Regions from separate parts of the Mus musculus genome. Here region 2 is linked to region 1. Evidence: chromatin contacts called from public promoter capture Hi-C data. All regions are on one chromosome and are shown on one strand. The core of a region is the stretch at or near the end of the contact, and the rest is flanking DNA. Distances in the headings are between cores, read along the strand shown.

What was found. Capture Hi-C pulls out chosen DNA fragments and counts their contacts.
Region 2: a promoter capture Hi-C map of adipose tissue shows a contact between it and region 1. The contact joins the promoter of Mfsd7a here to the promoter of Evi5 in region 1. A contact is called at or near these places in 1 of 39 promoter capture datasets (neural stem cells), 1 of 115 datasets of contacts at active chromatin or transcription factors (bone marrow-derived dendritic cells) and 2 of 9 other capture datasets (adipose tissue and liver).

What each region holds. Positions count from the first base shown.
Region 1 is chr5:107,867,164-107,871,061 of GRCm38.p6, reverse strand. It overlaps Evi5 (ecotropic viral integration site 5), which reads left to right and starts at 2,014. Exons shown (of 20, transcript NM_001378824.1): 1 at 2,014-2,271.
Region 2 is chr5:108,447,186-108,451,083 of GRCm38.p6, reverse strand. It overlaps Mfsd7a (major facilitator superfamily domain containing 7A), which reads left to right and starts at 1,984. Exons shown (of 10, transcript NM_172883.3): 1 at 1,984-2,366. The coding sequence starts at 2,220.

The DNA of each region.
Region 1 (3,898 bases), core at 765-3,264:
GTGTTCTTCGTTCCTTGAGCACCCGTGGCTTTCTTTCTGTCCTTCTTTCACTGTTCATAGCTTAATGAGCATCTGTGGCTATCTTTCTCTCTATCCTTCTTAACGGGGAGGTTTGAGCACTCTGCAATTAGACATTTCCCAAAGAATCTTCAGACACTAAAGTAATTTGAAATCTATTTTTATTATAATAATAACCAGCGCTCTTCTTAGGTTCTGACTCTAAATGTCAAAGTGTGACATTTACCTGTGATGTCAGTAACCTTTGTGCCATTCGTCATCGTTTGAATCAGGCACCTATGATTCTCGAATTCCTCAAACCTCAAACGACAAAGCTCCCGGCCTTATGGGGCCAGATGTTAGTGAGAGATTAAAAAATTCCCAAGAGTCCTATAATTACAGTGTCCTGGAAAGGGATTGACAGGACTAACATAGGCGGGTTTTCAAGAGGCATTTCTCAGACCCAGAGACTAAGGCCCAGGTAAGAAGGTGAGGCCAGGAAAACTTCCCAGGTATTAGAAGTTTGCAAAAACTCTTGTGAGGGAGGAAAGGGTCATTGTGGCTGGAGAAAGGAGAGGATGAACATGGTCTGAGCAGAGAGGGGAGCTGGAGAGGTAGGCAAGGTGCCTGGCCCTGGAGGGCTTGGTTAGGGTAATTTTTTTTTCCCCAAAAGAATGGGATACTGAACAGCAACAAGGTCACATGGTACAGTATTTGAACAAAAATTCTTCTTGTGGTTTGAGATTTGGAGAAGGGTAGGAGGGGATGTGGATAAAATAGGCTAGGTCAGTGTCCTTACACTATCTGCAGGTCAGGGTAATTTTAACTAAGGTGGTTGCTGATGAAGGAGATGAGAGAGATTCAAGGAAACTTTAGCAGATAAAAGCAAAGAATTTGCAGATAAATTGGAAAGGTACATTATACTTTTTTTTCTTTTGCTATGGGGTAGATACATTAAATTATGATGAAGTTTTTTGTTTGTTTTTTGAGTCAGGGTGGTGTTGCCTTGGCTCTCCTGAAACTCTGTAGACCAGGTTGGCCCTGAACTCTGAGATCTGCTTGCTTCTGTCACTCAAGTGCAGGGATCAAAGGCATGCGCCAAGACTGCCTGGTACAATGAAGTTGTTACATTGCCATTAATAACCCGACCTAAGTTATGCAAAAAAAAAAAAAATTGCCTCAGACTATTTTGAAAATTTCAAAGCTGGGTGGAGGACATGGTTTTACTTCCCATTTCTTATCCTAATCTTGTTGAAAAATAGTCTTTTCTAGAAGTGCTTGTGATAGTGGAACTTTTTCTGGACAGGTCTTACAAATCTAAATGTAAAAGCCAGTGGTATCATATTAGTAAACAATTTTAGAGCTTTTCTGACTGCTTGATGGTAATTACTATCCTTTTGGTCACTTTCAAGTATATAACAAAAATGATTTATATTGCCTTTATTATTTTTTTTTTTTGTTGCCTGCAATTCCTTTGACAGGACCCAAATGAATAGGCTGTTTTTGTCCCAAACTAAGTAATTTCCTTCTAAGAATTTCTTGGTTGGTGTTGGATAATTGCCCACCCTCTGCCGGACTCCGAAAAAACCCACGGTTTATTCTAGAGGATTAGTGGAAGACCTGTTTTACCACCGCGAGTGCCATTTGATTAATATTATGTTTTTGGGAGTGAGACTCCGGGCAGCCCTCGCAAAGCTGCGCGTCGCTGTGCGCGCCCCAGGCCTGCGCGGATGCTCGCCCGGGGGGCTCCGAGGGGGCGTGTCTTGTGCTTCCCTGACTGGCCAGGGGCGGCTCGAGAGACTGGGAAGTCAGCAGTTTGCATGGCCGAGGGCTGGGCGCTTGGGAAGAGGGGCGGAGGACCGAGAGGGATCTCCCCGCCTCCGTTCCTCTCGGTCCAATCCCTTCGGCTTCTGCTTCGGCTTCGCCAGCGCGGCCGGGGCCCTAACCTGCTCGAACCCATTATGCCGTAGAGGCCGGCCGGGGCTCTTTAAGGCCCTCGCCGCGCCTGCGCCCTGGGCTTTCGTGAAGCGGCCCGACCAGAGCCGGGCGGAGCTGGCGGGCGTGGGGCTGCGCGGGGTTCTCCCGAGTCGTCGGCGGTACGGTGGAGGGTCGCGGGCAGCTCCGGGTTCCTGAGCAGGAGGCGTGCGCCGGGTCACGCGGGGAACGCGGCCGCGGAGGCCGAGCCGGGCCGAGGCGCTTGGAGGCGGCGGCGGCACGGCCGCCGGCTGCATGGGAAGTTCATGTTGACGGCGGAGTCCACCCCAGGTTTCCAAGGTGAGGGGCGCCGCGCCAGGCCGGGCTGCGGCGAGGGAGGGCGCGGGCGCCGCCGAGGGCCGCGCCGCCCACCCGGGCCGCCGCCGAGTTTGCGGCGCGAGCCCGCCGGGGCCTGCGTTCCCCGCTCTCGCCTGGCCCGGGCGGCCTCGGGGCCCGTCCTCGAGGACACGGCGGTCCGCCGCGCCCTGCTCGGAAAGTTGGCGTCTCCATTCGGCCTGCGGCGGCTGCCGGCAGGTGATGGGCGAGCCAGGTGTGCAGAGCGACGGCGCACGGAGCTCCTGTGCACCCGGTTGCCCATCGCCTAACGGGGCTAGCCTGAGATTAACCGCGGGTTTCCGGTGGGTTGGCTTGCGGTGGTGGCGCCTGCGCTGGTGACTCCGACCTTAGGTCTTTTCACCAAAGAGCGAAGCAAAAGTTCTGGACCGGTTCCCTCGCAGTCCCGTTTCTGCTGGAGGGGATTTTGAAGAGCAACAAGCGGTTTTCTTTGGAGAATAATAAACCTTTCTCCGCCGAGAGAATGAATTCCAGAGCTTCCTGAAGTTAGAGAAACATGGTCTGTTGGTAGTTTTTAATCTTTGCGCGGTGTTTTTTTTTTTTTTTTTTTTTTTGGTGTGTGTGTTTTAAATTTTATTAGTAATAATTTCTCAGTGTTCCAGAACTTTGCTTCCTGTAAGATAGAAAATGCTCACCTTCTATGAGAAGTTTGTGTCAAGGAAATCTTAGAAAATTTATTCAAGCCTATCTGGAGTAGAAAGATCACAATTTTAAGTTTTCAGGTAATGATTTTTAAGTGAACCAACACAAACCAACAAATTACTAGGTTGGGATATATACCTCGGAGGAGTGGAATTGCTGTTTTTTTTTTGTTTGGTTTTCTTTCTGGGTCAGAGTTTTGCTATGTAGCCCAGGCTGTCCCCGTACTCCTGCCGTCGACCTCCTTGCAGTATATTGCCACTATTTCTGGTTGATTATTTTTTAAAAATTTCTGGCATTAGGTTCTGTTGGGCCTTCTCAAGACGGTTGAGAACTCTAGTTATTCCATACTTACGATGCTTACCATCTTCAAAAAATGCTGCGATTTGGATGGTGGTACTTTATCAGTGTGTGACTTTATTTTGCCTGGTGAATGAGTTTAAAAATATTAGTCATTTTTGTATTAATCTTTTGTGAAATGCCTCTTTTACGAATTATGCTTAGGTTTTTGTTATTTTACTTTTCTTTTTTTTTGTTTGGTTTTTCGAGACAGGGTTTCTCTGTGTAGCCCTGGCTGTCCTGGAACTCACTCTGTAGACCAGGCTGGCCTCGAACTCAGAAATCCGCCTGCCTCTGTCTCCCAAGTGCTGGGATTAAAGGCGTACGCCTGGCTATTTTACTTTTCTATTGTTTTTTTAGTTCTGTCTTTTGTTTTGTTGGGGACAGAACCTACATCCTTGCATGAGCAACTGTGTTAACTTTCCAAGGTTTCTTTTATCAGTGGTCTGACAGTATCTGCAAAATTCCAGAAATAAACAACTTAGAAGTCTTAAATTTTTCTTTAAATTGAACTTATTTAGGTACTCTCGGGCAGGCCCCTTTCTGAGGACTTGATACAGATTAGCTCACTTAGTTTTAAGTTACATGCCTTTTG
Region 2 (3,898 bases), core at 735-3,234, 580 kb before region 1:
AGGCTGACCTCGAACTCAAGTTCACCTGAGTGCTAAGATTAAAGGCATGTTCCATCTGGATGGGGATCCAGAGTTCATTGTGGTTTTCATTCAATTTTTTCTGGTGGCTAATGAAGTTAGTCATTAAGCCTTATTTGCCACCTGTTTTTTTTTTTTTTTTTTCTCTTCGGTGTTTTGCCCATATCCTTAATTGGATTTGAAAAACACCATGTAGTAGTCCTTTGTTAGATGTGTGGTTTGCAAATATTTTCTTGTAATCTGTGTGTATAAAAACCTCTTGATAAAAGTCCCGTTAGCCCTAGAGGCCAATTAAGAGAAAACTAATATTAGCTAACATGCTGAGTCTTTCAATATGTGAATAAGGTATACTTGTCCATTTCTCTAGGTTTTTGTTGGTTTCTTTCACAAGCATTGTACAATTTTTAGCATATAGGTGCTATTCCTGTTTATAGCTAAGTATTTTATATATTTTGTTTGTTTTTGTTTTTGTTTTTTTTGAGACAGAGTTTCTCTGTGTAGCCCCGGCTGTCCTGGAACTCACTCTGTAGCCCAGGTTGTCCTCAAACTCACAGAGATCCACCTACCTCTGCCTCCCAAGTGCTGGGATTAAAGGCGTGCACCACCATAGCCTGGCTGCTGAGTATTATTTTTAACCACACTTAGATTATGACTGTTTAATTTTTGTTTTAATTTCCACATCTTCCACATTGGTAGAGTGTTTTAGGAAGGCAGCTGTCGATTGTGTACTGATCTTTCACTTGATAACTTTGTTGAACTCACCTACGTAGCACAAGTGCCCTAAGAGAGTGGATGGAGGCGGATCAAAAGATTTAGAGATGTGACAATACAGGGGGTAACTGTGGTGATGGTCCCATTTGGTGATAGGCTTAGATACTACTTAAACAGGAAGCTGGTGACAGGCAGCTTCCCACCTAAAGCTAGGGCCCTGAACAGAGAAGTCTGAACTGCCCTCTCAATCTCTCAGGTAGAATGTCAAGACATCAAAGTCCCCACCCCAAGGCAGCTCCAGGCCATAGGAGGAGGGCATAGGGGCTTAGGTCTTCAGAGTGAGTGTGAACTATGGCCTGAGGGTAAGCAGGGGTTAGATAGATATGAAAGGAAAGGGCATCAAAGAGGGCAAAGACCACAGGCCTTATCATGGGTCTCAGGGGGACTGGCCCTTGCAGGGCACCACCAGGTTTTTCTCATTTTTCTCCTTACTGGACAGGACTTTACCTACAAATGGGGAAATACATCTGACATGCACACAGCCCCACTAAGAACACACAAAAGGCTGGAACCGCACAATAAGCTTGTTCAGACCCGTATGATTGACAGGTGGTACCATCCAATATTGAAGATAAACAGCAGGAATGCTGGTAGGTTGAGGCCAGCCTAGGCTACAACAGTGAAACTCCTGCTCAAAACTCAAATCCCTAAGCCCAAGAAATGAACAAAAAGGAATGTTAATCCTGAGGGCAAGACCATCGGGATGTGTTTGAAGGAGAGAAAACCTCTTCACTGAGAGAAAGCCACCTCCTGCCTCTGTATGGCCAGTCCCCCTATTCCTCCACAGCACAGCCTGTTCTCTGCCCCACCAGCTGGTCACTCATTCACACTAGTCTGAATAGGGCTTTTGGTACACTGGCCTTCTCTTGAACCAGCCAGGCCAGACACAGTGGCAAGTGTCAGATGACTCTTGTCAACTGCTTTAGGCCAGAGTCAGGCGACAAGGGCAAATTAAAGAGTCTGGAAGCTATCTATCTACTCGCGGGCAGGGATGGTGTAGTTAGGTTCAGCCTTTCCTCGTCCTCCACCCCGCCTCTTTCTCCTCTAGGAGGAGTCTAGTGACAGGCCTAGATTGGAGGCTTTTGGAACTGTTCCGGCTCTCCTCCTCCAGATTGGCCTCAACTTCAACAATTTGGAGGACCTTTAAGGAAATGCAGACTTTGCTGAAGTAGAGACCCACTTCCCGCACCTACCACTGCGAACGTGTTCCTAGTACAGGCCACACACACACTTGTATCCAAGTTACCTCTAAAAGGGAATTTTTCCCCTCCAGTTTCCACCTTGCCGAGTAATTCTGGCTTCTTTCACCAAACTTGTCCTTTGGGGCGGAGACTAACCAGATCATTCCGCCCCGCCCTGCTCCTGGGACAGCCTGCCTACAGCCTCAGCGCGTTGCAGTGTATGAAAGTGGGCGGCCTGCGGACACTGGCATGGCCGGGACTATGGATAGGCTGGAAGACTGCAACAGCCCGGAAACATCTGGGACCGCCGGAGACGCGTTGCCTAGTCCCCGAGTGTATGCGCGTCGCTGGGTCTTTCTGCTGGTGGTCAGCCTCCTGAGCTGCTCCAATGCGATGGTACAAGGGTGCTGGGTCGGGCGGGGCGGGGTCTTTGTAGCAGCCTCAGCGCCAGCAAGACTGTTTTCGTGCGGTCACAGAAAAACGACCTTTCTTCTGGCTCATCAAGTTGTAGAAGAAGGGGCAAATGCCTGTCCTGCCCGATGTGGAGCAGCCAGGGAAACAGGTGTCTTAGGCTCAAGGGTCTCAGCCCTGCAACATGTTGTTTTCTCGAACTATCCCTAGCCCCCAAATGCTGGACCCTTCGTCCTTCCCTCTTCATCCCATCAGGCGCACTTGGACTGCAAGTGGTCCTCCCAAGGCACAGGTACACAGCACTTGAGTTTGAGCGGAGGGAGAGAGAGCGTGGAGCTGCTACCATCAGCTGTTCAATCCTGTTTCTGGTGCTGGATCCGGTACCTGTAAAGGAACTTTGGGTCACATGCGGCCACTCAGCTGGATAGGTAGCATTTGGGCCATACAGCTAAGAATTATAACAAATATAGCACAGACTGTGCCGAGCATGTGGGACCATGAAGCCCACTGGTCACAGTGGAGACCCAGCCAGGATGGTGACACGATCAGGTGTCCAGCACACTAGGGGTTCAGTTGCCAACTGGCATTCCGTGCGAACCAGCAGCAGGTTGAATCGCATGGCCTTTCCTTTTTCCCCCCGGCTGTGCTGGTTGTGAAGAAAGAGCTTTGAGTAAAGGTGTGAATACATGTCATGAGCCTGGAGTATTCTAACTGTGGCAATATCAGAAACTTCTCTCCTGGTAGCTAGCTTTGCTGAGACTTGTTGCTGTGGGTTGGCTCACAGTTCCCCTTTCTAACACTGGGAAACATAACTGGTTTGGGGTAGCTGTCTGAGGACACACGTAGAAATCTACTTGAGTTTTTCCTTTTGTAGATAAGGCAGGTTCCTGGGACACTTGGGTGATGTCCTGCTGTCCTAATGGAGATGGAATATTACCCTGATACTGTGAAATGACATGGTCCCGGCTGGGTCCCCATTATGACCAGTGGGCTTCAAGTTTAGTCATGCTTCCTGGAGCCCCTGATCATTTGTCTGTAGCTAGTGACTGGGTGCCAGGGTTCTGAGAGAGCAGCCTGAGCAGGCAGGCACAACAGGGCTTCCGAAAGACCGGGAGATGGACCAGTGTTTTGGATGGGAAGGAGATCAGGGACTGAGTCAGGGTGAGACTGAGAGCTCGTTGAAGTATTCTCATTCTTACTCTTGTACAGTTAGATGGATGGATTTTTTTCTCCACCCATCTGTTGTCTTACACATGCTAGAGATCTCTCTGCCCACTTTTATGTGGGGCCACAGCTCTGGGAGGAGCAAGGACAACCCCGTGAGACTTGAGATATGGGCTCTGTTTTTCTTGTCTACCACAGCATGTTTTGTAAGCATCCCTGGTCCCCTGTCTGCTCTACGAAGCCAGGCAGGAGGCAGCTAGGCCTGTATCAGCTGCTCTCTAAGATCTGTTTCTTGTGTTGAAAGAAATGCTGCTGTTGCACAACCTGGTGTTTCCCGAAGCTTTGTGGTGGGG